Regions from separate parts of the Mus musculus genome. Here all the other regions are linked to region 5. The links are chromatin contacts, called in public HiChIP or PLAC-seq, capture Hi-C and promoter capture Hi-C maps. All regions are on one chromosome and are shown on one strand. The core of a region is the stretch at or near the end of the contact, and the rest is flanking DNA. Distances in the headings are between cores, read along the strand shown. Region 1 holds the start of Bcdin3d (BCDIN3 domain containing). Region 2 overlaps Rarg (retinoic acid receptor, gamma). Region 3 holds the start of Itgb7 (integrin beta 7). Region 4 holds the start of Pfdn5 (prefoldin 5). Region 5 holds the start of Acvrl1 (activin A receptor, type II-like 1). Region 6 holds the start of Cers5 (ceramide synthase 5). Region 7 holds the start of Csad (cysteine sulfinic acid decarboxylase).

Region 1 (3,782 bases), core at 232-2,731, 1.7 Mb after region 5:
AGTTTAGCAAATTTTTGGCTTAGTAAGCTGGGAGGTCTCCATAAAATGGGCTGGTCAGAACACAGTGCCATGGGTTGATTCTAACAGGCTGGGCTCTCCTTACCTCTAAACCGAACTTACTGCTTAGGCCATGTGGTGGTTTGAATAAAAATGGCCCCCATAGGCTCATATGTCTGAATAGTCACCAGAGGGTGGGACTCTTTGAAAGGATTAGGAGGTGTGGCCTTGTAGGAGGAAGTTTGTCACCTGAGGTGGGTTTTGAGGTTTCAGAAGCCCAGGCTAAGCCTGGACTCTCTTTTTGCCTATGGATCAGGGTCTAGCTCTCAGCTACTGCTTCCCACCATGATGATAATGGACTAAACCTCTGAAACTGTAGCAAGCCTCCAATTATTTTTTTAATGAGTTGCCATGGTTACCTGTCTCTCCACAGCAATAGAACAGAGACTAAGGGAGGCTGACTCCTCAGTCTCTCTCCTCACCAGCTTTCCCCACCCCAGACCACATTTAAAAAGCTTTTAAAGTATTACTATTTCCTAGCGTGTGTACACGTGTGTAGAGTCCAGAGGCGGATGGCAGGCATCTTCTTCGATCATTTCCCACCTTATCTTTTGAGACAGAATCTCTCAGTGGGCCTGGAGCACACACCAACGCAGCTAGGCTGGCTAGCCGGCAAACTTCAGAGATCTGCTAGTCTGGGATTACAGGCATACACCATTACACCCTGCTTTTTATGTGGGTGTTTGGGATCCGAACTCAGGTCCACGAGCTTACCCAGCAAGCATTTCCTGATTGAACCATTTTTACAGAGTTCGGCCCACTTTTGGTCTTAAGTTTATCTCAACACATCTCTTTCAATTTAACTCTGTTCTCCCATTTTCTTTCTTCCCCCAAACAGATACGGCTTAGTCACTTGCATCTTGTACAGTTTTCATTCAACAAGTATTTACTGAACAACCGTGCGCCAGGATTTATGATAAATATAGGAGGTTCACAGCTGAAAAGTATCAATGTAGCAACTCCATCCTCTGGAATGAAGTCTATAGTTACTATGTCTGTCGGTCCCCTTGTGGCACCTTAAGTGTTCTAGAGCTTCCAGCTACGTTTTCTAAACCAGGCTCAAGTTCCTGTGTCAGTGCATTGTTGTGTGACCCCGTCACAGGCCCCACACACACACATACTCCCCAGACAAGGAATCCCCCTTCCTTACAGCTCACTTTGTGTATCTGAAAAGAAAGAAACTTGGACCAACTTCACTTTCAAGACCCCCACAAACTCCTTGCTTTGGTCAGTGGCCCAAGGTTCAACTCAAGTTGGGCAAGTCCGTTAAGTAAGAGGGGACGATCACGGCCTCCAATAGGATACCGAAAGCCCCGACTAGGCACTGGGGTCTTCTCACCTACCTAAACTCACCTTCTTTCAGACCTCTACCCTAGGCGCATGCGCGCTGGCGCTGCGCTCGCCCCCTCCCTCCGCGGGCTCCAGACTTCCGGTTCCGCCCCAACCGAGGGACAGAGCGTGATGGCCGCAGACGGGACATTGTCAAGAGGGGGCGTTGGAGAGGCTGTGGAGGAAGAGCATCCGGGGGCTCTGGAACCCGGGGCCGCCCCGTTCGGAAATTTCCCTCATTATTCCCGCTTCCACCCTCCCGAGCAAAGGCTCCGCCTTCTGCCCCCGGAGCTTCTTCGGCAGCTCTTCCCTCCCGAGGGTCCCGAGAAGAGGCCGATCCTAGGGCTCGACGTGGGGTGTAACTCCGGGGTGAGTGACGCGGCAGGGATCGGAGCGCCGGGAGCCCAGCGATGGTCAGCCTCCGCGTCCTCCGTGGTGCTGGCCTGGGCGTGGCATCAAAACTCAAAGCCCAGAGTGGGCTTTTAAAGTATAGCCTTGACAGACACGTGCACGTCCCAGCCCTCCCTTTGGGGCCCCACGGCCGAGTGAGGAATTTTGAGCAATCCACAACTCATTCCAAAAATTCCCGCCAGACCGCTGGGGAGGAGGACCGTCTGATCTGGACTTCCGGCGTTTGCCTCCTCTCTTGCTTTGCTGGTCTTCTTGGCTGGGGAACGGGGATCCCCTTCCCTTCCCCCCCCCAAAAAATCTGGGAATCCTGATTCCTAAAAGATAAGAGCCAGGGTGACGTAATCACGGCTGAAACTTAAGGCTGTAGATATACAGTGCAAGACAGACCTGGAGCCAGATCCTTATTTACTTGTGCTAACAGAGTACAACGGTGAACAGTAGAGAGGGATCAAGAAAGAAAATAGATCATCCGGCCAGAGGAGGAAGCCTTAACCACCTTTCCCACCGCAGAGTGTTTTCAGACATGTAATGATTAGAGTCAAACCGCAGCAAAAATAAGGAAATAACAGTCTCGCCTATTTGTAGCTAGTTAGTGGATGTCCCAGTGAAGCGGGCAGTTTTATCCAACATTACAAATGGTTAGGACCCTCCGCCATTCGCTCCACATTCCATCACCAGAGTCCAGGGATAGACCTTTTGCCCACGTGTAATTCTAGCTCTCAGAAGACAAGCATTCCCACAAGTCTGAAGCTAGCCTAGGCTACTAAGACCATGTTTCCAAAAACGACAAAAAAGAGACATTGGTGGGTGGTGAAGACCTTTGAGGGTCTCAGTTGAGGAGAGCTTTTGGTTATAGACTACAGTAACCAGCTGGGTGTGTGTCCCTGTAAACGTGTCACCGTGGTATAGGAAACCAGCAGAAAAACAGAAAAGAAAAACATTTTTAAAAAAAAGATTTTAAAATTGTAAACAGTATATACAGAGCCACAGTAGAAAGGACACGGTTGCAATTGACTAAGGCAGTTGTTCTCAAGTTTACTTTTGAACATTTATTTATTTACGCATTTATCCACTCATTTTTGTTTTACACAAGTTCTCTCTGCCCTCAATATGGAGACCATGCCGGCCTCAAAAACAGAGTCCGATAGGAGGGAAGCAAATCAGGGTAGGAGGAAATTTAGTGGCGTGGTGTGGGTCCTTGTGCCTTCAACTGTGACTTTGAACAAAGTTAGTGTGACTGTGCAGTTTGTTAGACACACAGAATCTCAGCCTACCCCACCCCCACCCCCGTCTACTTAGCCAGCATCTGTATTTTAAGATGACCCCGGAGGTAACTTGTGTATTGTTAAGTTAGAAGGGGTTCTAGGAACTCAGCTCCATTCTTCAGAGCGCTGTTCTTTCAGAGGACCTAAGTTCCATTCCCAGCATCCTTGAGGGCAGCTCACAACCACCTGGAACTCTAATTTCAGCAGAGCAGAAGTCCTCTTCTGGCCCCTCTGGGCATCCGTACACATATTAGCATGTGTAAGCACTAAGACTCATGCATACACATACAAAAGATAATTTTTAAAAATAGTTAGAAAAGCCTGGTTTGAATAAAAGGAACTTTATGTAGCCGAAGTCTTATTATTAGTGTCCATGTGACTTTAGCTAACTAAGTAAATAACCTTGATCCATAATTTTTAAAATGTGGAGTTTAATGTGAATTATTCCATACTTTCATGAAAGTACATAAAACATAAGTCTGTACTGTACAAGTTATAAGGCAAACACCGTTGTGATCACTCTCATCGTCAGCCCCCAAAAACCTTTATATGTCGTTTCCTATTTTAAAAGCCCCTTTCACCCACAGGCAACAGTTAGCCTGTTATTGTCTTGCTTTTGTTTATATAATTCTCATTTTCTTTTTAAATTTATTTTTAAATTTATTTTTTAAATTTATTTTTATTTTTTTAAATCTTACTCATTTTCTAACCCTAAACAAT
Region 2 (3,668 bases), core at 52-2,551, 1.1 Mb before region 5:
AAACTTAGTGCCCGGTGCGTAAAGACGTATGGGAAAATGCCTGAAGGTTCTGAGGACAGAAGTAGCCCAGTGGCAAAGAGGTAGCTCTTGGTCTACAACATATCTAGACTGGAGCAAGGGTTACTGGGGAGTATCCTCTCCTTAGTCACATGTTTCTGGACTCCTCCCCTCCCTCCTGGTCTGGAATAGTCCCCACACGCTGCAGACCCCTGCTTGTCCTGGGGCCTGTCCTCTTTAGGTTAAGCTTTTCAATGCTGCCAGCAAGTAAGGCCTGAGCTTCCTCTCTCCCTCTGGGACCCTTCTTTGCCCACTTGGTGATTGTCACTCCTGACCAGGACATGACAGACAGGGGTGTGGTAGGGGGCCTCGGACTCCAGTTTCTGGCACAGGGCTCTGTGTATACAGAAGAGGTTAAATGAAAGGTTTGCCAGGAGCAGGGCAATAGAGACAGAAAAAGAAAGATGAGTACACAGTCTTTATCATGGTGGTTCACACTTTTAATCCCAGCAGTCATGAGGGCGAGGCAGGGATCTCTGAGTTTGAGACCAGCCTGGTCTACACAGAGAAACCTGTTTCAAGGAACAACAGCAGCGGCAACAATAACAATAAAGGTGTAGCCGGGACACTGAGCCAAAGAGAAGGAGGGCCTTTAAGGCAAAGTGGGGACACTGGTGTGCTTCGTATATAGGGGTGACTTTATCTGGAGTGTGTGTGTTTGTCTCCCAGTCCACTTGTAGTGTATGCGTACACAGCATCTCGAAGACTGCTTCTGCACAGAACTCCAGTGTATGCAACAAAAACTGTGAAGAATCAGGAGGGTTGAATATCAAGAATGTAGGGGCTACTTGTGTGGCTGTAATACAACGGAGGTTACAGTGTGGTGTGCAGGGTGTGTGTTTGGAAACTTCAGCTGGACTCTCTGAGTGTCATTCTGTGAACCTGCCTGACACCAGGCAGTGGGAATAAGCCTTAACTCCCGTGAAACGTATTCCTTGCAGAGAACCACACAGCCTAATCATAGAGTCTTCCGACTTGATTTCCCCAGGTTCTATGGGAGGTGACTTAAAGGAGCTGAAGTCAGAAAGGAAGATGGGAAAAGCTGGTGGTAGGAAGGACGCTAAGAGACATGGCTGGTACCCAGTGAAAGTCTCCTTGTGTTCTTTGTATCCTAGATACAGGGAGATGGAGGTCAGGGTTCAAAGTGAGGTCACGGTATCAAAAGCAGCAGGCTGAGCCCCATCCTCAAAGGTCACCCTGAAGGAGAGCACCAACACCAGGGAAGGCAGCTGAGGAGGGTGTGGCGGGCTAGCATGGAGGGACAGGCCCAGGCAGAGAGGTAGCAGGTGGGGTAGGGAGGAGGAGAAGGCCTGGGTCCAGACAGTGTGCTTGGGGTGGGGCGTCCAGCTGAAGGGAAGAAGGAATCCTGGAGTTTAGGGACCCTCTCTTGGTGGGAGAGTAATGGACCAGAGGATGAGAGAGTGACATCTCTCCTTTGCTTTGATCCGCTGTCCCTTTTTGGATGTAGCCATCTAATCATAAATGGGAGGGGTGGATCAGAGCCATAAATCTGATGACGACACACCCATACTCACCTACACTGCAAGGAGCCTCTATCTCTCATATTCAGTGTACCACCCTCTTTCTTTCTCAGGATAAGAAGGGATGGTTTAAGGAGGGGCCTGAAGCTTCTCCTTGGGGGCTGGATTTTGGATTGAAGAGTCAGCCCCTGGCACCTTGGGGATATCCTTGGTGAGAAGAAATCTTGCTCCACCTCTTGGGGCTCTCCTGGGGCCTCAGTGGGTGAGGCAGGCATCATAGAACCCTGTCATGGAGGAGGGGAGAGGAGAGGGGAGCCTGAGCTGCCGAGCTAGGCAAGCATAGACCTGTGTGCATGAAAAACGGAGGGAGTGCACGCGCACCCGTGTGTATGCATGCATGCGTGCATACAGGCCTGCGAATGAAAGGCCAAGTGTCTGGACCTCCGTGTATCTCTCACGAACACTGATGTGTAGTCTATTTGCTTTTCCAGATTACAGGGGCAGAGTGTACCAGCAGAGAAAGGATCCTGTGGTCTTGAAGACCTGGCCCAGTTTGTCCTTCAAGTATTGTGGCGGTAATAGTCGCCATGGTGGTGGGGCCAGTGTCTGTGGGGCAGGGACACTGAGAGCAGACTGGCACAAGGAGAAAAGGGTTGAAGCTGGAGATGCCCAGACCTAGTCCAGAGGGGCAGCTATACAGGTGCAGACCCAGAGAGGGGCCAGGAGGCACAAGGGAAAAAAGTAAGGAAAGAAAGTCATGGCAGATGAGGGTGGCAGGCAAGCAGGCGGCAGCGAAGTCTCCTCCAGGAAAAAAACCCCAGTGGCTGCCTCTTTCTCCTCCCCTCCCAGTCTCTCCTCCTCCTCCGGCTCCAACTCCAGCCCCAGGCCGACACAAACGGGGCTTTGATTGCAACAGGAAACCTCTCCGGCGGGGGGAGCCGAGCTTGCTGCCGCTGCTGGGGCCCAGGCGGCACCCCCCCTCTCCTGGCCCCCTACCCTGTCCCAGCCCCCACCCTGCCAAGAGTGCCTCACGTCCTCGCCTTGGGCCTCACCCTCTCTTTCACACCTCCCTCTGCCACCCCCTCTTCTTGTCTTCGAAAGACCCCTCCCAGAGCTCCTCAGGTGGGACCTATCCCTTTAGGACTTACCCTTTTGGGCGGGGCCGACTTTGGTTTGAAATACCTCTTCAGTTTTTAGAGTGAGATTTTTGGAAGAAAGGGAGGGTTATTAAGCAGGGAGAACTCCAAGTGTGTGATCCTCAAACCTCACGAAAAGGTAGCAAGACCGAGAGAGAGAGAGAGAGAGAGAGAGAGAGAGAGAGAGAGAGAGAGGACTTCGCTGTCCCGCTCCCCCAACCCAGTCCAGGCCAAACTCACATTTTTTTTTTTTTTTTTTTTGCCAGGAACTGGTAGAGCTCTGAGGGGTGACCAGGCTAGAAGCCTCAGTGCTGTTGGCCTTCTCAGTGGGGGAGGGGCACATTCTTTCCCCCGGGACCATAGCTTTTCCAGGATCTAGCTGGGAGGGGGGTGCACCCTGGTGGTGGGGATCATAGGGAAGGGGGTGAGTCAGGCACCAGCCCCCCCTTCATGCCCCCACCAAGGCTGGTGGGGAACATCTGGTTCCCATGAAATGCTAGAGGCTAATGGGTCTAATTGCTGCAATAAGGGTTGGGGGGTGCTTTGGGGAAAAGAGGGGCACTAGATTCCCCCCATTTTGCTTTCTAGTCAAGGCTATACTGTGTCTTGAGCAAGGGCTGGGACTGATGGCATAGACTGGTCTGATACCTTAGTACCTTTTCCCAGTAATGCTCGCAAAGTACACACAGATGGGGTGATGAAGACTGGGGTGCATCTGGTGGAGAGAAAGGGGGGCTTTTGAGAACTCATGGCTTCCTGGAGCCCCCCCCCCCACACTTTTGTGCCCTTCTCCCAACCCCCTCCCTGTGGCCTGGCCACTTCTGGTTCTAATTACCAACCAGGCAGGCCTGACTTAATTGGGACCTTTCAGATTTCGGAGGGGGAAGGGGAACTTACAAGCCTGAAGTTGACTCGTCAAGACTCTTTTTTCATGTTGCTTTTTTTTGTGTGGGGGGGTACTCTTCATTTTCTACTTTTTTTGCCTACTGGTTCT
Region 3 (3,577 bases), core at 236-2,735, 1.1 Mb before region 5:
GTGTCTGAAGACAGCTACGGTGCACTTACATATATTAATAAATAATAAACCTAAAAGAAAAAGCCTCCACCTCTTATCCCCTTAGACTCCTCACTCCTACAGTTATTGCCTCTCTCAGTGATAGAGACCAAACCTAAGGCCTCCTGAAAGCTGGGCAAGCATCTTGACACTGAGCCGCATCCTCACACACCCTTCTTACTGTACCAGATGGTCTCTTAAATAGACACCGTCTTATTTTTTTATGGTGATCTATAAAATGGCAGCCATAGGAAGTTCTCCCCTCCTTCCGAACGTCACGAGTCCTTAATCCAGTCCCACATGCTGTGGTGACCCCAACCAGAGTCATTTTCACTGCTACGTCATAATTGCAATTTTTGTCACTGCTATGAATCGTAATGCAAATATCTGATATTTCTGATGGTCTTAGGCAACCCCTGTGAAATGGTTGTTCAACTCCTATGGGGTTGTGACTCACACAGGTTGTGAAACCCTGGATTAAAGAATACAGCTAAGGAGTTTTACTACTTCATGCTAACGGAGAGAGAGCCAGGATTTTAACTCAGGCAGGTTGGCTTCAGAGTCCAAATAGCTTAGCTGTGGTACTCTCAGGAGTCGAGACTTCTAGGGAAAGACCTTGATTCAATCCAGGTTATAATTAGTTAAATTTATTGATACTGGTAGCAGGACAGCAATCTCTGAGCCAAATTAGAGTCTGCCACTCAAAGGGGAATAAGGGATGAGGAAAGGATTTTTAAAAATGAAGACCACAAGACCTTGAGTATCTGCATATGCAAGCCAAGAGCTGTTTTGCTCTGCCAAGAGGTAGTAGTCAAGGGGACCTCAAAGTAGTCCAGAATGTCTGCACAAGAATGTCAGAGAAAACAAAACAAAACAAAACAAAACCAACAACAGCGACAAATACCGATTCTATCAAAACAAGTACAGATGTAGGCTTGTGGGTGAAGGCCGGTGTGTCAGGGTTACTGGGAACTTATTTTCCTGGCAAATCAAAAGACAAGTGGCTATTGGAACCAAGATGGATACCTAGCACGAAAGGCAGTCATCACAACTCAATGGCCCCTGAGTTTTCCAAAGGAACAGAAACCACCTTCCTTCATGTTTCTTCCTGTCTGCTCCTTCCTCTCTGTGATACTGGAGAGAACATTGAGTTTTGGAAGGAAGCTGAGTTGGATTTAGATTACAGCCCAGCAGCCCCTTGCTACCTGTGTGACATTTTGCAAAGTCGATCTCTCTTTAGAGTCTGGGCTTCAATCTCTGCGTCTGTGACATGTGTGGGGGCAGGGGTGGGGGCACCGCCACTATCCGGCGCTGTTCTGGTGACCCTTCCTTGTACTTCTTTAGCACAGGAGCAGTGCTTAGTAGATGGGACTCCTAGGTCCTTTCTTTACCCAGCCCACTCCTATCTGCTCCACCTTCTGCTAGATCAGCCACCCTCCAAGAGTCCCCCCACCCCAGGGTGTGTCACTTCCTCCTCTGCTGCCTCTCCATCTGTACACAAGGGCTGCCACTGCCACCGGCGGAGGAAGGGCTGCTCCTCCTCAAGCACCTGTGAGTACCCTCAGGGCAGCAGCCCACCCACCTCCTCCTCTCACCCAGGCCTACTTGTTCCCTACCTCTCTGTGATCTGGGCTCTCCAGTGCTCTGTCTAGTCTTGAGAAAGGCTCTGAACCCCCTTCTGCACTCCTATGGTCCCCACTATTTCTTTCTCGGTTATCCCAGCCTCCTGCTGCTCATCCATTTGTTTCTCCAGTGGAGCCAGAGGGAGGGAAGGAGATTGCGATGCTATACGTGAGTGTTTTCTGAGAGCTAAGGCTTACTTACTCTTGTGCTTCTCCCAGCATCTCCTGTCTGTCCCTGGCTGCTATCTTTGCAACTTGATGTTTTTTGCACAGTCCAGAAGTCTTCCCACTTGGCACCTTAGCCACAGACTCCACATTCCTGGTCTACTGAGGCTTGCACTGTACATGTGCATGCTCACACACATGCACACACACACACATGCACACGCACACATACGCATGCGTGTGTGCATGGAAGGAGACAGGCAGCAGGTGGCAAGATACATGGATTGCCAAAGAAGGGAGAAAGGGACAGAATTGAGAGGGGCAGGAGAGGTCATGTATGAGTTCAGAGCCCCCTTTAGGAGAGATGAGTGGACTTGATGTCTCTGTCTTGTGGGGGGAGTGGAAGTGAAGCCCCATCTATGAGATGAGTCAGAACTAAATTTTGTGCTGCAGAGTCTCGAGCCTCCCTGACCACAGCGCAAAGCACGCAGGTCTGAGGTTTCAGTGAGGTTAAGCCTGGGGTCAGCCTCTCCCTGAGAGCAGAAGCTCTGTAATGTACTACACCCATCTGAGGTCACATGGGGTGGTGAGCAGGATGGGGTGTTCAACGGCTCAGTACCCCACCCTTCCCCATACTCCCTGTAAAGAGCATCAGTACCTGAGTCTGGACCCAAGCTGAGGGGGTTGTGGTTGCTGGCTAGCAGGCTCTTGTACACTGCTGGTGGCCATGGGAACACCATAGCACAATCCCTAGGGAGCTTACGCTGCAGTCTCTACTTACCAGTGTTGCCGGCGGGTACTGCCAGTCTTCCAGAGGGTTCCTTGAGAGTCATCTGCACGTGTGTGATGGCTGCATGTGCTTTCCTTGTGTGTGTGTGTGTGTCATGATTAGTCACAGTAGGCAATTAGAAACCATTACATTTTTGAGACTGGAGAGAGCATTCGGTGGCTAAGAGCACTTGTTGCTCTTGCAAAGGATCCAGGTTTGACGCCCCCCTCAGCACCCACATATTGCTTAACAACCATCCATCACTGCATTGGCAAGGGACCTGATGCTTCTGCGCTCTGGGGGCACGCGTGACGTTAGACACATCAAGGAGAAGGAATTAATCCGACCAAAAAATATTAAAATCTAAAAGAAAGAGAAGAAACTATGAAGGTTTTAGGTGAAGTCGAAGGTGGAAACGAGGGGTTTTAACATGCTTGTCAGATGCTGTGCTAGACATCCATCAGACCCCAGATAATTGAATGTGACGCCCATCATTTTAGGTTAACTACTTGTTAACTCACACAGAGGGAGTTTATAAGGAATTACGGGATCTCTCTATGTAGTCCAGGCTGGTCTAGAACTCCTTATGTAGACGAAGCTGGCCTTAAACTCACAGAGATCCACCTACCTCTACCCGCCCTGCGCTATCAAACATGGCTCTGCAGCTCCAGTTCTGGTTTACTAATGCTTAGCTTTATGTTACTACCACACACACACACTCTCTCTCTCTTTTTTAAAGATTTATTTATTTTATATATGTTAGTACTCTGTTGCTGCCTTCAGACATACCAGAAAAAGGCATCATATCCCCTTATAGATGGTTGTGAGCCACCATGTGGTTGCTGGAAATTGAACTCAGGACCTCTAGAAGAGCAGTCAGTGCTCTTAACCACTGAGCCAGCTCTCCAGTCCCCATATTGTCTTGAATAATGTAGCATTATTAATTTTGATTAATGAAAATGTCTTTTGAGACATATGGTCTAGTCTGGTCTTGTTCTTCGGC
Region 4 (3,773 bases), core at 654-3,153, 1.2 Mb before region 5:
TGGCTGCCAATTGGATCAAGATGTAGAACTCTCAGCTCCTTCTACAGCACCATGTCTCCCTGGGTGCTCCCATTCTTCCAGACACAGTGACAGTGGACTGAGTCCTCTGACTCTAAACCAGCCCCAAATGAAATGTTTGCCTTTACAAGAGTTGCAGCCGGGCGTGGTGGCGCACGCCTTTAATCCCAGCACTCGGGAGGCAGAGGCAGGCGGATTTCTGAGTTCGAGGCCAGCTTGGTCTACAGAGTGAGTTCCAAGACAGCCAGAGCTAAAAGAGAAACCCTGTCTCGAAAAACCAAAAAAAAAAAAAAAAAAAAAAAAAAAAAGAGTTGCCTTGGTCATGATGTCTCTTCACAGCAATGAAACCCTAAGACAAAACTATGTGTATGTGTATGCATCATGTGCATGCCTGGTGCCTGCAGAAGTCGGAAAAGGTTGCTGCATCCCCTTGAATTGTTGTCACCTACACCATGTAGATGTTCGGAACCCAATTGGGTTCTCACTGAGAGCAAGTGCTCTTAACTGCTGAGCCATCTCTCTAGTTACAAATTATTACTACTTTTAAACTTACATGTATTTGGTCTGTGTGTGTGTTTTCACAAGTGTGCATGCCATGGAGCACGAAGGTCGGAGGACAACTTCTGGGAGTTGGTCTTCTCCTTCCACCCCATTAGTATCAGAAAGTTAGCTCAGTGTGTATGTGTGGGTTTTACGCTCTGCGTCGTCACCTTGCCGGCTCTATTGTTACTTAAAACAGTCTTCACCACTTTGCTATTCTTAGGTTTCTCTTTCGACTGTCATTTCCTGGTGGAAATGACAACAGGTCATTTCAACAGGAGGAAACAATCTACCTTTCACTATTAGAGATGAGCGGCAATTAAGGTGAAATTGAAAAAAGAGGCAAGTTCCCAATTTCAATATCCTAACATTTTTTCTACTGGCTTTAGCCAAATGCCAGCTTTGTCTCCATATTGACATCTCTAAACAAAGAGAAACACAACATTTCAATTCTTCACCGAACTCTGATACAAAGTATTACATGGACACTGGTGCAACGTTAGACAAGTGAGCTACGTTAAGTGTTCGACTGTTCTTAAAATCAAAACTCTCCCCGCTTTTGGGAAAGACTGTGGAAGAATGTAAGGTAGCATTTCCCGTGGAAAGGATACAGAACTCGTCAGTGGGACCAGTAATTCTTTTCCTGTGAAAGTAATAAAGACAAACAGCTGGGGAAGGCTAGCGGCTCCCACGCGAAGACGTTAGGGGAAGCTCCCAACAGGGCTCAGTGTTCACAGACAGTGAAAAGAACACAGCAACTGAGGAAATGTCTTGTACATTTTAGTTTTCTGTAGGCAACATGCGGGGGCTCCTGTGGCTACACACACACTAAGTAACAAACAGTTTTCTTTAACGAAAACTGGAACTAGGAAAAAGCGAAGGAGAAGCCGGCATCCCCAGGCGCCCTCACCCGCCTAGCCCATACCCTCGTTGCTCTTGTTCAGCACGTTCAGACAGTCCTTGGCTTCCACGTACTTGGTCTGGACCACCTTGAGCTGAGCAATGGACGTGGACAAAAACTCCACTTCCTACAGAAGCCGGGAAAAAACAAGGGGTCAGCTCAAGAAAGCGGGGCCCAGGCTGAGGGGGCGGGACCCGGGACCGGATAGGGGTTTCCCTGGGAAAGGAAGCCTCCCCGACCGGGCGGGCGGTCGGTCGGAGGATATGAAGCGCGAGGAAGGTGCTGGGACAGGTCCTCACCTGGTCCAGCTGGTTCTTGAGCATTTCCAGTTGTGGCAGATTCAGCTCCGTGATGTTAATCGACTGCGCCATGTTGGGAAGGAGGACTGCCGAAGAGGAAGCCGCCTGGGCGAGTGACGCTCTAGCCGCCCTCCGCGTTACCTCCGTGGTGCCGCCAGGGGATACGCTCTGCGCCCGTCGTCTCTATGATCCTGTGTTTCGGACCCGCTTTTCGGATCTCAAGCTTAATTAGAGAACGCAAGTTTTTCTTTTCTCAGAGTACACTAAAGCTAGCACGGTAATTTTGGCTTCCTGTCCCCATAACTCTAGGTTCTGCTGGCCTAGAAGTTTTGGCTCCAGAGAGGGGAGTGCTCCTACCAGGAGCTACAACAAACATTCCATTGAACTGGAAGCTCAGACTTCCCCTTGGTCATTTTGGGCTTCTAATGCCCTTAAACCAACAGGCTAAAAATGGAATAACAGTGTTAGGAGGGGTGATAGATCCAGATTACCATGGGGAAATTGGATTACCTCTTCACAATGGTGGTAAGCAAGATTATGTCTGGAGTGTAGGAGATCCCTTAGGGCGTCTCTTAGTACTACCATGTCCTGTGATTAAAGTCAATGGGAAACTACAACAGCCTAATCCAAGCAGGATGACAAAGGACACAGACCCATCAGGAATGAAGGTATGGGTCAATCCTCCAGGAAAAGAGCCAAGACCTGCTGAGGTGCTGGCTGAAGGTGAAGGAAATACAGAATGGGTAGTAGAGGAAGGTAGTTATAAAATTAGTTAGCAAACATGGCTTGGGCCTTCAAGGGACTCGAAACTCTCGGACTCACGACACAACCACAAGATTGTAAAGCGGTATAAGCTACTGCGCGTTGTTGGGACAAGCCCGCGACAGGACAGCAGGGAACCTGTGTTCTGACAGTACCACTAACGCGCTTTAAAGGATAAAGTGCAAGTGCCAAAAAGGAACAACTGCCAACCAACTACATTTATTTTTATGTCTCAGTATATATGCAGGCAAACCAAACCTAGGTCCTTTGAAAGAGCAACCTAGTGCTCATAACTGCTGAGTGTCTGTCTAGCCCCACCATTGTGTGTTGGATAGGAAGGGTCTGTGTGCTTCCCAGCAACTTTTTTTTTTTTTTTTAACAATATCAGCCAGATATTGGTGGTGCACACACACTTTTATTTATTTATTTATTTATTTATTTATTACATGGAAGTACACTGTAGCTGTCTTCAGACGCACCAGAAGAGGGCATCAGATCTCATTATGGGTGGTTGCTGGGATTTGAACTTTGGACCTTCGGAAGAGCAGTCAGTGCTCTTACCCACTGAGCCATCTCACCAGCACCCCCCCCCCTCCCAGAAACTTTTAAAGGTGTAGTTGTTGCAACAAACCATATGAGTAGCAAACCCCATTGAATCTGCTGCTGCCATTGCCAAAGTGTAGCAGCCTTGGTGGGAAGGGCAATGGTTTCTAAAATCATCCAGGATTCAAAGGCAGTGGAAGGATTAAAAACATCAGCATAGCCCTATCACTACCTTTCCTTTCTCCAGTGTGAACACTTTAACTGCCAGGGTATTGTTTTGTAGCACTGGCTAGCTGAAACTCAAAAGTAAAGACTCAGCTGGCCTTTACCTCATAGGGATGTTTGCCTCTCACTCTGTACATTTTGTTTTTGGACATAGGGTTTTCTCTGTATAGCCCTGGCTATTCTAGAACTTGCTAAGTAGACCAGGCTGGCCTCTGCATGCACCACAGGGCCACTTTCAGTATTTTGATGGCCCTCTATTCAGCTTCATCACCCAAGCTCCAGCAGCAAATTCTGTCCTGCTTATGTAAGCAAATTCTCCAATCTGCTTACATCACAGAGCAGGAGTGAGGGAGTAGCTTCAACTCTCACAAACTGAGGCTTGGAATATCTTTATTAAGGTCACATTAAAGAAAATATTTCATACAAAACACCAGGGAAAATCACTTTAAAAATTCTAAATAATCAAAACCAAGTTTGGAGGTAGT
Region 5 (3,495 bases), core at 828-3,327:
TCTGACCGGGAAGCTGCAGAAAGGAGAGACTCCTATACAGCACACAGACCAACACACTGGCCCTGAGCAAGCACCCGACTGGGGTGGTCCGTGGAAGCTGGGGTTCAATGTGGGGCTCGAGGCAGGTAAGCTTTCTCTATCCTTTTTCTAAAAAAAAAAAAAATACTTTCTCAGGTAAGGAGAGGACCTCGTCAGAGTGCTGCAGACTCCTCCACAGAGACACATCGAGTTAAGATGGCGAGGAGGTAAGAATCATGGGACATTCACAGTCCAGGAACAGGCATGTTCCTGGCAGTATTGAGTATTGTTCCTGGCCTCTGTGTTTGTTTCTGTTTGTCACCGCCAAATCCTTACCTACCTAGCCTCGAGAACCCACATCCCAGGGACCCCCATACCTAGCTAGGGTGGTCTGTGGCAGCTACGTCTCACAGCTTGGAGATTGGCATAAGAAGAGTACCATTTCCCAGGTGAGACCCACGAGAGTTACTCAACTGTGTGGCAAGTGGCACGGAGCAAGCCCTCGGCAGCCAGATGTGCCGGCACTGACCTGTATCCCAGCACTCAGAAGCCTCCTGAGGCAGGGCAGGAAAGAGACTAAAGCTGAATCAGGTGGACTGAAAATCTGAGGCCAGCTCTGTATCAAAAACAAACAAACAAACAAACACAAACAAAAAACCTCCCAACCATGGTGTCTCCTGATGTCATTGACTGACACCCTTCTCAGAGTCATCCAAAGCCTGAAGCTGACCTCTCTTCCACAAGCTGGGCACAGTTATCTCCCATCTGATAGGCTGTGTGAGCAAAACCACCCACAACAAAGAAGGATAATTGTGAAGACAGGTGGGGGGCCAGCTAGAGTGGTGAGGATCCAGAGAGGAAAGACCCTAGACAGACCCCCTAGACAGACTGACCCTGGAGGGTCAGAGAGGGGGCCGAACTCATCCAGAAGTTGCTCGTGAGCAGGGGAATGTGTCCTTCAAAGGAAGACCTAAGAAAGCAGAGCTGTTCTCTGCAGGGCTGACTGACTGCCTGGATCTCAGCCTGGGGGAGGGCCAGGAGTCCCTAAAGGGGAATGTCAAGGACACCCACGGCAGGGGAATTCTGTGACCCTATAGAGATAAGGATTGGGGTGCCAGGTTAAGTGGTCTCTATGAGGAGGTTCCGCAAGGGAAGTCGCTCCTATGTCAACAGAGCACCCTGGAGCTCAGGAGGGAAGAATCTTTCAGTCCCGTTTTACCTTTATAGATAAGGGTAGAAGAGTTAATCTCGGCAGGGAAGAGAAGCTAAAGGCCTCAGGATACCTAGCAAAAAAAGTTTTTTGATTCCCCATCCGTGCTCGACCCGCCCCCTTCCACGCTCAGGTCGGGGTAGCAGGGAGGTGTGTGTCCACAACCAGGGGACTGCTGACTGTCTTGCCCGGCTAAAACTGACCCTGCCACGCGCCGTCTGAGAGGTCTTTGAGATCCACATAAAGAAGGGTCCCCCTGAGACCAGGGACAGGTCTCCCTGCCCGGCCCAGCGGCACTCCGACTCACCTTTGGACAGGGCGACTCGACCCCCGCCTCTCCTTGCCGGAGGCGGCCGGGGTCTCACGTCCAGAGCCGGCCTGTGGGGCCGGGAAAGGTCTCGATCTGCGCGGCTGGCGCGGCGGCCTCCGGGGACTGGGAAGGGGCTGGAGCAAAATGTTTCTTATTCTAGCTTCTTCCTGCCTGGCCCGGCTCCACCACTCCCTCCTAATAACTCGTTTCCTATTGCCCAGTACGCCTCCCAGCAGCAGGGCTCGGCTCTAGAGGGCTGCAGACCGAGTGCGACCACCCCAGCCCCTCCCTGCCACGAAGGGACAGGCTTCGAACCCAGGCATTGGGGTCCCGTGCGTCCTGGGTAGGAACGTAGGGACTGAGCTAGCTGCGGAAGCGTCGCTCTAGGCCAGGAGAGGGTAGCCTGCACCCAGAGGCAGAAATCTAGATTCGTGAGGGCTTCAGGGAGGGACCCGCGTGAGGTAGCAGCCAACTTACCTGTGCTCACTCCTAAGGAACAGCGCTAAGAAAGCTGAGTTTGGGCTGGGAGTGTCTGCTCCAGAGTTGGCTCCGCCCTTTGGATTCTCCAGTTGGCTTAAATCTTTTTGCCTCCAAATTCCAGCCCTTCACCCTTAATACTTTTGTTCCCTTCCGTTGTCCACAGTGCTGGCCATCAACGCTCAGCCTCGGGCTAAAGAAACCTAGATAGGTCCGTTCTGAGTCAGTCTGGTCTGTGCACCTCAAGGCTTGACAGTTAGTTGTTCCTCTCCCTCAGGTCAGGGGTGGCCAGAATAGAGGGAAAGGCCACCTTGTCTTTTCTGTTCAGCCGTGTCCTTTTTGTCTAGCCGGGCTGGGACCCCAACCACGGGATGGGGGCGGGGCACAACTACCAGATGGGGAGCTTTAGAATTTGGGGCATGGAACCTTGTGAGGCTGGGACCTGCGGCTGGGGAGTTGGGCAGAGGGCTCGGGATGGGGAAGACAGGACACTCTTCCTCTTCCTGATCGGCAGTACAGGCTGGGACTGGGTGAAAATCTATGCTTTCCTGGGCAGGACTTGAGTTTTACTCTTAGCCTTGTGAATATCCTTGTGGGGGACCTTGAAGTAGTTCCACCAGCTGGGAATCCAGGCTAGTTGCTGTGACCCCACTAACACCTCCAGGGGCTTCAACCCCCCCCCCCCCCCCCCGCTACTAATGAGCATAGTGTTCCATCTTTCAAACGGTAAAAGATGGTGCCTATCTAAGTTCCTCAAGGAAGGAGTTTGTCGGCTAATATTTGAGAAGGCTAGGGAAGGGGTGGCCCTAGCCCAGTGGGAGAACACAGAAGCAATCTCTAAGGTGTCATGCCTGTCATGTAGATTTTGCAAGATGGGACAGAGGTGCCCTATCCTTTGGCAAGGATAGAGGCTGGGGGAGAGAAAGGCGGGAGGCTCCCACTGGTCTTACTTCCTCTGCTGAGCTCCACATGCTAGCAGCTTCTTGAATTGTGAGCCCCATGACCTTCCAGAGCCCCGGCTCAACCAAATTTCAGGGTCAGGACAGACCATGTCTTGCAGTACTATGGATTACAGTATCTGCTTTTCCAGATTGTGGTGGTCGCTTTGTTACACTCTATAGAACAGGGAGCTTGGATACATGACCATCTTCACACCCACTCTTCCTCCCACATGCCATGGCTTCCGGTAAGCCTTTCATTCTCCAGCCGGCGGCTCTCTGTCTTGAGTGGGACAGGACCCATGGGACCTCTGCAGCCCAAGTCTAAGGTCCGCCTCCTTGGGAAGGGGCAGATAGGGGACCATGGGTAAGGTCAGGAGCTGGGAAGTGGCTGAGGGGGTCAGTGGGGACTGAAGAGTTTCTGTGGGCAGGCCTGTGAAGTAAGACGGAGAGAAGTCAATTTAGGAGGTTGAAGAGAAGCTGTGGACAGGGGTGGCATCTTTCCCCTCTTCTTAGCGTTCCCGACACTGGCTGGTGCCTGG
Region 6 (3,975 bases), core at 853-3,352, 1.4 Mb after region 5:
AAATCCCAGCAACCACATGGTGGCTCACAACCATCCGTAATGGGGATCTGATGCCGACAGCTACAGTGTACTTAGATACAGTAAACCAATAAATCCTAAAGCAAGCAAGCAAGCAAGCAATGCTGAGGCTGTAGCTCAGCTGCAGCGAGTGTGCTTCCCATGCGTAAGGCCAGGGTTCAATCTGCAACACCAAAACAGAAAAGTCAATTAAGTCCACTCCCATGGGTTCTGTTCAGAGCATCTCTGGTTGGGCCCAGAAAGCTCCTAACACTCTCCATATGCGGCATGGGATAAGGCTAACGTCTGAGAAGCACTCAGGTGAGGAACACTTTTGAGTGTCCTCACTGGGTGGCTCTTTCATGACTGGCCCTCACCTCACACTTTAAACATACCCTACTAGTTGTGAAGTTCCTTTATCTGTTGTCCTCAGACCGTAAGTTGAGATTACCATCACCGCTGTCCCCAGTTAGTTCCTGGCTATTAGCCTTGTAGCTAAGTTTTAACCAATGTTCAGGGCTCTCTGGCAATTGAAGGACAGTTTAGTCCTCTGAAAACTGCCTGGTCTCTGGTTTGTTTCCTTGTTTAGGTAGATTTACAAGAGTTCAAGGTTTGCTCTGACCATTTAAAGTTGAGGTGGGGGGCTGGAGAGATGGCTCAGCAGATAAGAGCCCTGACTATTCTTCCAGAGGTCATGAGTTCAAATCCCAGCAACCACATGGTGGCTCACAACTATCTGTAATGAGATCTGATCCCCTCTTCTGGGGGTGTCTGAAGATAGCTACAGTGTACTTACATATAATAAATAAATAGGCCAAAGCGATCTGGGCCCAAGCGGGCTGGAAACAATAAATAAATAAAAAAATAAAGTTGAGGTGGTTTGTAAGATAAGGAAATGAGAGTTCTGGAGTCTAAGTATTTTCTTTCTTTTTTTTTTAAGATTTATTTATTTATTATATCTAAGTATACTGTAGCTATCTTCAGACACTACAGAAGAGGGAGTCAGATCTCATTACAGATGGTTGTGAGCCACCATGTGGTTGCTGGGATTTGAACTCCAGACCTTCGGAAGAGCAGTCGGGTGCTCTTACCCACTGAGACATCTCACCAGCCCCTCTAATTATTTTCTAATTACAGCTGTTGGTCTATATGACTTTGGGCAAACTATTCTGCCTCTTTGGACTTCAGTTTATTCCTTCATAAACTGCTACATGACAGATGTCATTAAAACTAGCGGTCATTTATTTTCCTTTTGCCTTGTTGCTTTTTTTTCCCCCCATTACCTTCTGCCTCAAGAGGGGAGAGGAGGAACCTTTTGTCCTGTACTGTATGCAAACTGGTCTTAAAAGGAAGGGACAATTCTCTCCCTTTGGTCACCCAAGTGCGGAGCCGTCAGCTGTGAAACACTACCTCCCACAGACACTCAAAAGGGAATGGGGGTGGGATGGGGAGGTCTCATGAAGTTCATTTTGGCCCTGAACTTGCAGAGAACGACCCTGAGCCCCAAGTGGGATTACAGTGGAGGCTGGAATTACAGGCTTTTAATGTAAAGATATTTCAAAGCCTTGTGTTTTCTCTGAGAAAAAGTGAAGGTAACTTTTAAGGCCTAAAGCCAAGGAGGGGGGTGGAGATCAAGGAAGTGCAAAAAAGGAGAAGGAGGAGTAGGAGGAGGAGTATGAGGAGGAGGAGGAGGAGGAGGAGGAGGAGGAGGGGGAGGAGGAGGAGGAGGAGGAATCAACTAGGATGAACAGCACAGCCGGCTGGCTGGGACACCGGGACTGTAAGTGATGATCAGGAACGTATAGCCGGGCCGGGAGCCAGAAAGAACTTGAATCTGCTGGACTAGGAAGAGTGTTTCCAAAAGGGAGAAACTAGCCTGAGGTAGGGGTGTGACCATGGTGATGTCGAACCTGCTGAAAGAAACTGGGCGTGGCTCGGGCTGCAGGTGAGGGGCGTGACCAGGACAGGTGGGCGTGGCCAAGAAGAAATGGGCACGCGGGGCGAGGCCGGGACCCACATGAGGGGCCTGGGCTGCTGCGACGGAGAAGTGGGCGGGAAGGCGGGATGGGCGGGGAGGAGGCCATCCTTGCGGGAGAGGCGGGCTGGGCGGCTGGGAGGACCCAGGGACGGAAGAGGGTGGCCGTAGGCCGGGCCCCGCCTCGGGGCCGCCTCCCAGCGGGTTCCTTTTGCCTTGACTGCCTCCGAGGCTGTGGCGGCAGTGGCCGCCGGGCGCGCGTAAGATGGCGACTGCAGCAGCGGAAACCCTGGGCCTCCTGTGGGGTTGGCTGTGGAGCGAGAGCTTCTGGCTGCCTCAGAACGTGAGCTGGGCGGACCTGGAGGGCCCGGGCGACGGCTACGGCTACCCGCGCGCCCAGCACGTGCTGTCGGTGTTCCCGCTGGCAGTGTGCATCTTCTCCGTGAGGATGCTGTTTGAGCGGTGAGCGTTGCTGCGCGGGGCCGGGGATGGCGGGGGGTAGGGGCGGGACGCCTGGGCCGGAGACCGAGGGCCGGAAGCCGAGGCGGCGGGGCGGGGGAGCCGGGGAGCCCGGGCCGCGGCGGGGATGCTCGGAGCCCGGCGACGCGCCCCTGGAGCCTGCGTGCGCGCAGACCGCGCGAGTCTAGGGTGTGGGCGAGTGAGAGAGAATCGAGGGGAGTGCTGGGCCTCAGAAGTGCAGATCACAGAGTCGCATGGAGCTCTCGAAGGCTGCCTCCCAATCTCCAGGAACCCAAGAGTGAGTCGTGCTCCCGCAGTGCCCGGCGAGAGGAACGGGAAGGGCCTGGGAGAACCAGAATTAGCTGGGGTCCTGGAAGCTTGTGGGTTCAGTGCAAGCGCCAGAGCTTCCGAGCGACGTAGGTGGATGCATGAGATGTAATGTTTGCTAAAGTTACTTTACTTCTGGGGTTTGAAACAACAGGATCAGTTAGGCCCCAAGCCCTGATTTGTTAGCGCGTGAACGTGTTAGTATGACAGCAGACGTCTGGCTAGGATAGGGTGTGGTGAAGCCTGAGGCTTCCAACATTTGGGGAAGGTGTCAAGAGGAACTGCTGAACGGGCCTTGGAAGCCTGAGATGGGAGAAGTGGTCATTTTGAAGGCGATGGAGCCTGAGACTTTATTGGAAACAGCTTTGTGAACCAGCTTCTAAGGTGGTAGTATTCACAACATACTTTGCCCAGCTACATGCTCTGGGCAGAAGATCCCCCCCACCCCACCCCCACCCCGTTCTTCAAAGGGCTAGTCTTATCTGCTGCCAAAAAGACACTGTTCTTCAAGGATCTGATGCGATCTGTAATGAGGATCAATCATAGCTGTGTTTTTGATAAAGCTTACTCAAACTCCAAGGAAGTACTTTCCTCGTAGGCAGAGACGCCTTCTGTAAAAACCTTATCTAGAACAAACACGACACTGATGCCAGAATTCCTTTTCTAGTGTGGAGATGTGGTTAGACAAAATAATCCATTACTCAGAAGTATCTGTTTTGGATTACTTCTTTGATTTGTCTACAAGGGTTTTTTTTCTTATATCCAGCTAGTCACTAATCTGTATTTAGTAATACTATTTATCTCTTCTAAAAGTGCTATGCCAGACACTCAGATGCAAAAAGTAAATATATAATAAATAGATTAAGTGAAACTCAAAGTCTTTTCTGGGCCCCCAAGAATTTACAGTTTTTCAAGATAACCATCATTATCTTAAGTATCCCTGAGGTGGAGGTGGAGGTGCAGGCTTAGGAGAAAACTGGATCCTGCTATTCTCTTCCATAGTGAGGGCTGAAAATGAAATGCAAGAACTATCAAGAAAAGAGACAATCCAATACACTTTTCCATTGTCATAAGAATAGTCTTTGTTTCTCATACAGATATATAACAAGCTTTGTGACTTACCTCTGCTATCGGCATACACACACACACACACACACACAGAGTATATATTCCAATTCTAAAGGGTTCCCCCAGATGGCTGGAGACTATTCCCTGGA
Region 7 (3,983 bases), core at 129-2,628, 1.1 Mb before region 5:
TTTTACAACCACAATCCTCTAACCTACTATCGAGCCGGCACTCCAGAGTATGCATTGCTCTTACTCAAGAAAGTCTTTTAAAGAACTAGTCGGTCAACAAACTCCCAGATTAGTAAAACTACTCTCTTGGATGATCAGTGTGCCTTCGGATCCGTTCTCTCACTTCCATGAACTCTGAAGTTAAAAATCTTAGTTTTGCTGTTTGGGCTGTGCAATTCTGGCCAAGTCTCTCCATCTTTGAAGCCTTGTTTCGCTCCAATGTGAAACACCAATCAGAGTGCCTACCCTCACAGGGCCAAGGAGAATGAGAGAGGGATGTAAAATGCTTAGTGTCAAGCACAAAGTCAATGCTTGGCAGAAGCAACCAACCCTTTCAGAACAGTGAGCACGATGCTGTGGAGTACGCTGCAGACAGACAAAGGAAGAGACCCAGAGGCATGCTGCAGCACTTGGAAGAAAGCCAACCCCTCTACACTCAGGCTGCCGTCCTGGTGAGACTGGTTTCCTCAGAGAAAGCTCAGAGAAGCGCACGGCTCTCCATTCAGAAGACTACAACGGTCCCTCCGTCCCTCTGGTCCTTCCAAACCATCTGCCACCTTCACAAAAACAGCTATCTTCTGGACCACATTACTTTGGAGTTTAACATTCTTCGGGGACTCCCCACTCCCTGGATAATAATGTCTAACTCCTTAGGAAAAGCACAAAAAGCCCTTGGACCACATTCCACTGACTTCTCTAGGAAGTAACCCCCCATCCTTCGTTACCTAACCCCATCTAATGATCCCCCATTTGTAATCCTTTGCTCCTTAACTACCCACCAAACCATCCAGTGGTGTCCCATCCCTCTAAGCCCCTCCCTCTGTCTGAGTGCCCTTCTCTGTTGACTTCTCTAGCAAAATCCTATGCTACCTGCAGGCTTCCTTCCCCCCCCCCCCCCCCATCCAGGCAGAGGTACCACCACGCAGTCACAATCCTTCTATCACTGAGAACTCCTTTAGTCAACTGATTCAGAGTCTCTAGTACCAGCCAGCTATCACGCAGGGCACCGTGAATATAAAAATAATAAATAACAGACTGTCTTGCCGTCATCCCTCCCCCTCCCCCCAACTAGCCTGGGAGCTTACTGGGGACAAGGGCAATCTTATTCATCTTTGTATTCCAAACACAATGCCGTGCATGTAACAGGAGCTCAATAAAATTCCTGTTGGGAAAAAAAAACAAATGAAGCATTCACCAGACTATACACTCCCTTATGCCCGAGTACTTCACGTACCAAAAGTACACCGGGTACAAGGTGCTTTGCCAATGGCCCATCAGTGCCTGTGACGTGATATATAGCCTACCTCCTTCATTTGACTGGAAGCTCCCTGAAGGCAGGGGCTGTGGCCTGTCTCCTTTCCTTCCTCTAGATCTCCCCCTGGCGCTTAATACAGAGCTCGGCTCACTGGGGATGGTCAATACTGTTGGCTAAGGCAGAATTCAAGGGTGACACTGCAAAGAGGCTTCCCAGTGAACGGTCTTGAAGGAGGACTCGAGAGCTTTTTACCTGAGCCATGCTGACTTCTCACTTAACGAACCCAAAAAGTTCAGAAGTTCTCTGTCCCAGTTTTCCTTAAGACACTGGTTGTCTGAAGAACCGTCACCAAATCACAGTAACGGCTCCTCCCCGTTCTTTCAGTTCCTTTGCCATATTGAACTGTCTTCTCAAAGAACTCGGTGTCCTCCAAAAGGAAAACAGGTGTCCCAAGAATCCGCAGTCTCTCTCTGACTTCTGCCTCTTGTCGGAAGAAACGAGAGTCTACCAGTCTTGGTTTCCAAGTTGAATTCTCTTGGTGAAGCTCTAGGTCTGTTCCAGAAACCTGAAACCAGAAAGGGAGATGAGGCCCTTAGGTGTAACATCTTCAGGCCAAACAACGATCGAAGCTCCCTCAACTTATTTTGCTGGGCGTTCTGAAGCTCAAAAGGAGGACATGAGTCGAGAGCTTTCTTTCTAGGTCAGTAGAAGAAACTGGCCTCCTGGGCCGAAAGAGCAGCCAACGGGAGCAAAAGTAAGTTGGGCCTCCTATAGAGAGGATCTGCCAAGAGAGTAAGAGCTGGGATTTGCCATCTTAGGAACGGAAGAAGGGGGCGGAGGCCCTTTGGGGCTTTTGTGCGGAGTGGGCCGGCCTGCAAAGCTGGCACTCCACAGACGAGGGCAGAACTGTGTTGGAAGGAAGCTCGGGAGGCCTCCGCCGAGCGCCGGGGTGGCTGGCAGTGCCCGCACGTGAGCGTCGCTCGGAGTCCGCCCGAAGGTTCGTAAATTCGCCGCCGCGGAGGCGGAGGGCGGGCGTGTGTGCGCGCGCTCTGCAGGCAGCCGCAGCGCGCAGCCCCGGGAGCGCCGAGCCGCGCGCGACCTGCGTGCTCGCGCCCGCGCTTCCCCCCCCCTTCCCGGGCAAGGCCCCCTCTCCCGGCGGGGCGGTGGGGGGCGGGGCGGCGGCGGCCCTCCCCTCGCGCCCCCTCCCTCCGCCGCGCGCCCCTCCTCCGCCGCGCTCCCCTCCCCCCTCGCGCGCGGCGCCCCACGGCCTGCGAGCTGCTGTCCGCCCGCTCGCCCGCCCGCTCGACGCTGCCTCCCCGCGGCGCGCGCCTACCTGCCTGGCGCGGCCTCCCGCCGTCTCCTCCGCCGCGCGGCGCCCCCTCCAGGCCCCAGGCACCCCGTGCCAAGCCCGCGGCCGCCGCTCCCCGCGTCGGGACCGAGGCAAGTTTACAAACACCAACCCGGGGCCCGTTTCCCCGGAAGCACTTCTCCGTCCCCCTCCCCCTCTTTGCCAAGCGGCCACATCCACTTCCGGGCTCCGGAGCCGGGACAGGAGGGGGGGCCCTCCGAAAAGGGGTGAGGCTGGGGACGCGCGGAGAGCTGCAGCTGGCGAGCGGGAGGGGGACGGCCCGGAGGACCGGAGGAGGGTGGTGCGAAGGGCGGCGCCTGCGCCGTGGCGCGCGAGCGCCCCGGCCGCCATCTTCACTGAGGGCAGCTCCCAGGCTCGCCTGGAACCTTTAGGGAACCTTTAGGTACTGAGTGTTCTTTGAGAAGGTTCGCTAGGTGCGCTGGTTGATTCTTGCAGAATCTCCGTCTCTCTCCTGACGCCCCAGGTAGAAGCCGGGACAGTTCGTACCTCTGATCTTTTTTTTAAAGCTTGGTGAGGTCTGTTTTTCCGGTGCCTGCTGCTGTGGGGTGCAGACCTGCAGACTGAGGTCAGCTGGGAGGAGAGTTGAGCCGTTGCGCAGTCCTGCGGTACACACTAAACCACAATCTGCATGTGAGTCTCAGTGAGTTCCCTCAATAGCCAAGGCAAACGTGCTCCGGCCCCGCAGTCTTGACCTAGCCAAACTAGGCTTCCTTTCAAGAAAAGGCCTTTTTTCCCTTCAGTGGACTAGTCTTGTTGGAGATTTGGAAGTGCGTGTTGTCCTCTGGGCCAGGCCCCCTTTGGAAATTTGAGCCTATCCTCGAATACTAGCGCCCCACTTGTAGCATTAGAGAGGAGTTCTGCTAAAAGATAGGACTATTCTAAGTGCACACTTGGCAGAAGGAAACGTGAATTCCACTTAAGTCCCAGTTTCTATTCTAACTGCTGTCTGGTGAGTTTAAGTGACAGTAAGACACTATCCAAAAAGCATATGGATTCCTAACCACAGTCCTGTACCTTTTACACCACTAAAGTAAGTTCCATTTCCCTTAGGGTCATTCTGAAACTGACATAAAATGGAGAGACATGTCACCAGGAATGTTTTTAAAACAAATGTAGGGACCTGAAGAGATGACCCAGCTGTTAAGAGTGCTTGCTGGGAAACTAGGACCAGAGTTTGGATTCTGTTTTCCAGGTTAACAAGCCTGCTCTGACAAAGGTGGAGACTGGAGAATCCCCTGGACTTGCTGGATTCCACCTTAACTGAGAAAATTAGAGCCCCAGGTTGGGGAAGAGACCTTGCTTCTAAAGGAATAAGCAGTC

The links. Promoter capture Hi-C pulls out the DNA fragments that hold promoters and counts their contacts. HiChIP or PLAC-seq counts read pairs in DNA pulled down with a chosen protein or histone mark. Capture Hi-C pulls out chosen DNA fragments and counts their contacts.
Region 1: a promoter capture Hi-C map of liver shows a contact between it and region 5, with 5 times the contacts expected there. The contact joins the promoter of Bcdin3d here to the promoter of Acvrl1 in region 5. A contact is called at or near these places in 2 of 39 promoter capture datasets (liver and pre-B cells).
Region 2: an H3K27ac HiChIP or PLAC-seq map of embryonic stem cells shows a contact between it and region 5, with 7 times the contacts expected there. The contact joins the enhancer-like site here to the promoter of Acvrl1 in region 5. A contact is called at or near these places in 6 of 39 promoter capture datasets (the 3T3-L1 cell line, hippocampal neurons, liver and 2 more), 1 of 115 datasets of contacts at active chromatin or transcription factors (embryonic stem cells) and 1 of 9 other capture datasets (embryonic stem cells).
Region 3: a contact with region 5 is called in an H3K27ac HiChIP or PLAC-seq map of microglia, with 4 times the contacts expected there. The contact joins the promoter of Itgb7 here to the promoter of Acvrl1 in region 5. A contact is called at or near these places in 2 of 39 promoter capture datasets (hippocampal neurons and pre-B cells) and 1 of 115 datasets of contacts at active chromatin or transcription factors (microglia).
Region 4: a contact with region 5 is called in a promoter capture Hi-C map of hippocampal neurons, with 2.7 times the contacts expected there. The contact joins the promoter of Pfdn5 here to the promoter of Acvrl1 in region 5. A contact is called at or near these places in 2 of 39 promoter capture datasets (cranial neural crest and hippocampal neurons), 1 of 115 datasets of contacts at active chromatin or transcription factors (microglia) and 1 of 9 other capture datasets (adipose tissue).
Region 6: a contact with region 5 is called in a promoter capture Hi-C map of liver, with 2.5 times the contacts expected there. The contact joins the promoter of Cers5 here to the promoter of Acvrl1 in region 5. A contact is called at or near these places in 3 of 39 promoter capture datasets (hematopoietic stem and progenitor cells, liver and pre-B cells).
Region 7: a capture Hi-C map of macrophages shows a contact between it and region 5, with 3 times the contacts expected there. The contact joins the promoter of Csad here to the promoter of Acvrl1 in region 5. A contact is called at or near these places in 4 of 39 promoter capture datasets (3T3-L1-derived adipocytes, embryonic stem cells, hippocampal neurons and 1 more), 1 of 115 datasets of contacts at active chromatin or transcription factors (embryonic forebrain) and 1 of 9 other capture datasets (macrophages).

Annotation. Positions count from the first base shown.
Region 1 is chr15:99,472,429-99,476,210 of GRCm38.p6, reverse strand. Bcdin3d (BCDIN3 domain containing) reads left to right here and starts at 1,481. Exons shown (of 2, transcript NM_029236.2): 1 at 1,481-1,755. The coding sequence starts at 1,519.
Region 2 is chr15:102,248,359-102,252,026 of GRCm38.p6, reverse strand. The region is part of intron 3 of Rarg (retinoic acid receptor, gamma); the gene reads left to right. Among named protein-coding and RNA genes, the nearest start is that of Rarg, 7.3 kb to the left of the region's middle. Within about 2 kb of position 1,301, at least 54 of the 459 cell types and tissues checked have an H3K27ac peak or open chromatin away from gene starts, as enhancers often do. A contact at or near this core is called in embryonic stem cells and stem cell-derived epiblast-like cells, where this site is marked.
Region 3 is chr15:102,229,843-102,233,419 of GRCm38.p6, reverse strand. It overlaps Itgb7 (integrin beta 7), which reads left to right and starts at 1,485. Exons shown (of 15, transcript NM_013566.2): 1 at 1,485-1,569.
Region 4 is chr15:102,324,246-102,328,018 of GRCm38.p6, reverse strand. Pfdn5 (prefoldin 5) reads right to left here and starts at 1,903. Exons shown (of 6, transcript NM_027044.3): 1 at 1,759-1,903; 2 at 1,484-1,586; 3 at 1,170-1,201. The coding sequence starts at 1,830. Espl1 (extra spindle pole bodies 1, separase) reads right to left here. Exons shown (of 31, transcript NM_001014976.2): 31 at 3,663-3,773.
Region 5 is chr15:101,127,104-101,130,598 of GRCm38.p6, reverse strand. It overlaps Acvrl1 (activin A receptor, type II-like 1), which reads right to left and starts at 2,077. Exons shown (of 11, transcript NM_001277257.1): 1 at 2,016-2,077; 2 at 1,536-1,672.
Region 6 is chr15:99,770,642-99,774,616 of GRCm38.p6, reverse strand. Cers5 (ceramide synthase 5) reads left to right here and starts at 2,102. Exons shown (of 10, transcript NM_028015.2): 1 at 2,102-2,434. The coding sequence starts at 2,238.
Region 7 is chr15:102,202,447-102,206,429 of GRCm38.p6, reverse strand. It overlaps Csad (cysteine sulfinic acid decarboxylase), which reads left to right and starts at 1,378. Exons shown (of 18, transcript NM_001359126.1): 1 at 1,378-2,291; 2 at 3,170-3,293; 3 at 3,856-3,983. Zfp740 (zinc finger protein 740) reads right to left here and starts at 2,785. Exons shown (of 8, transcript NM_001289691.1): 1 at 2,628-2,785; 2 at 1,344-1,859; 3 at 1,125-1,201.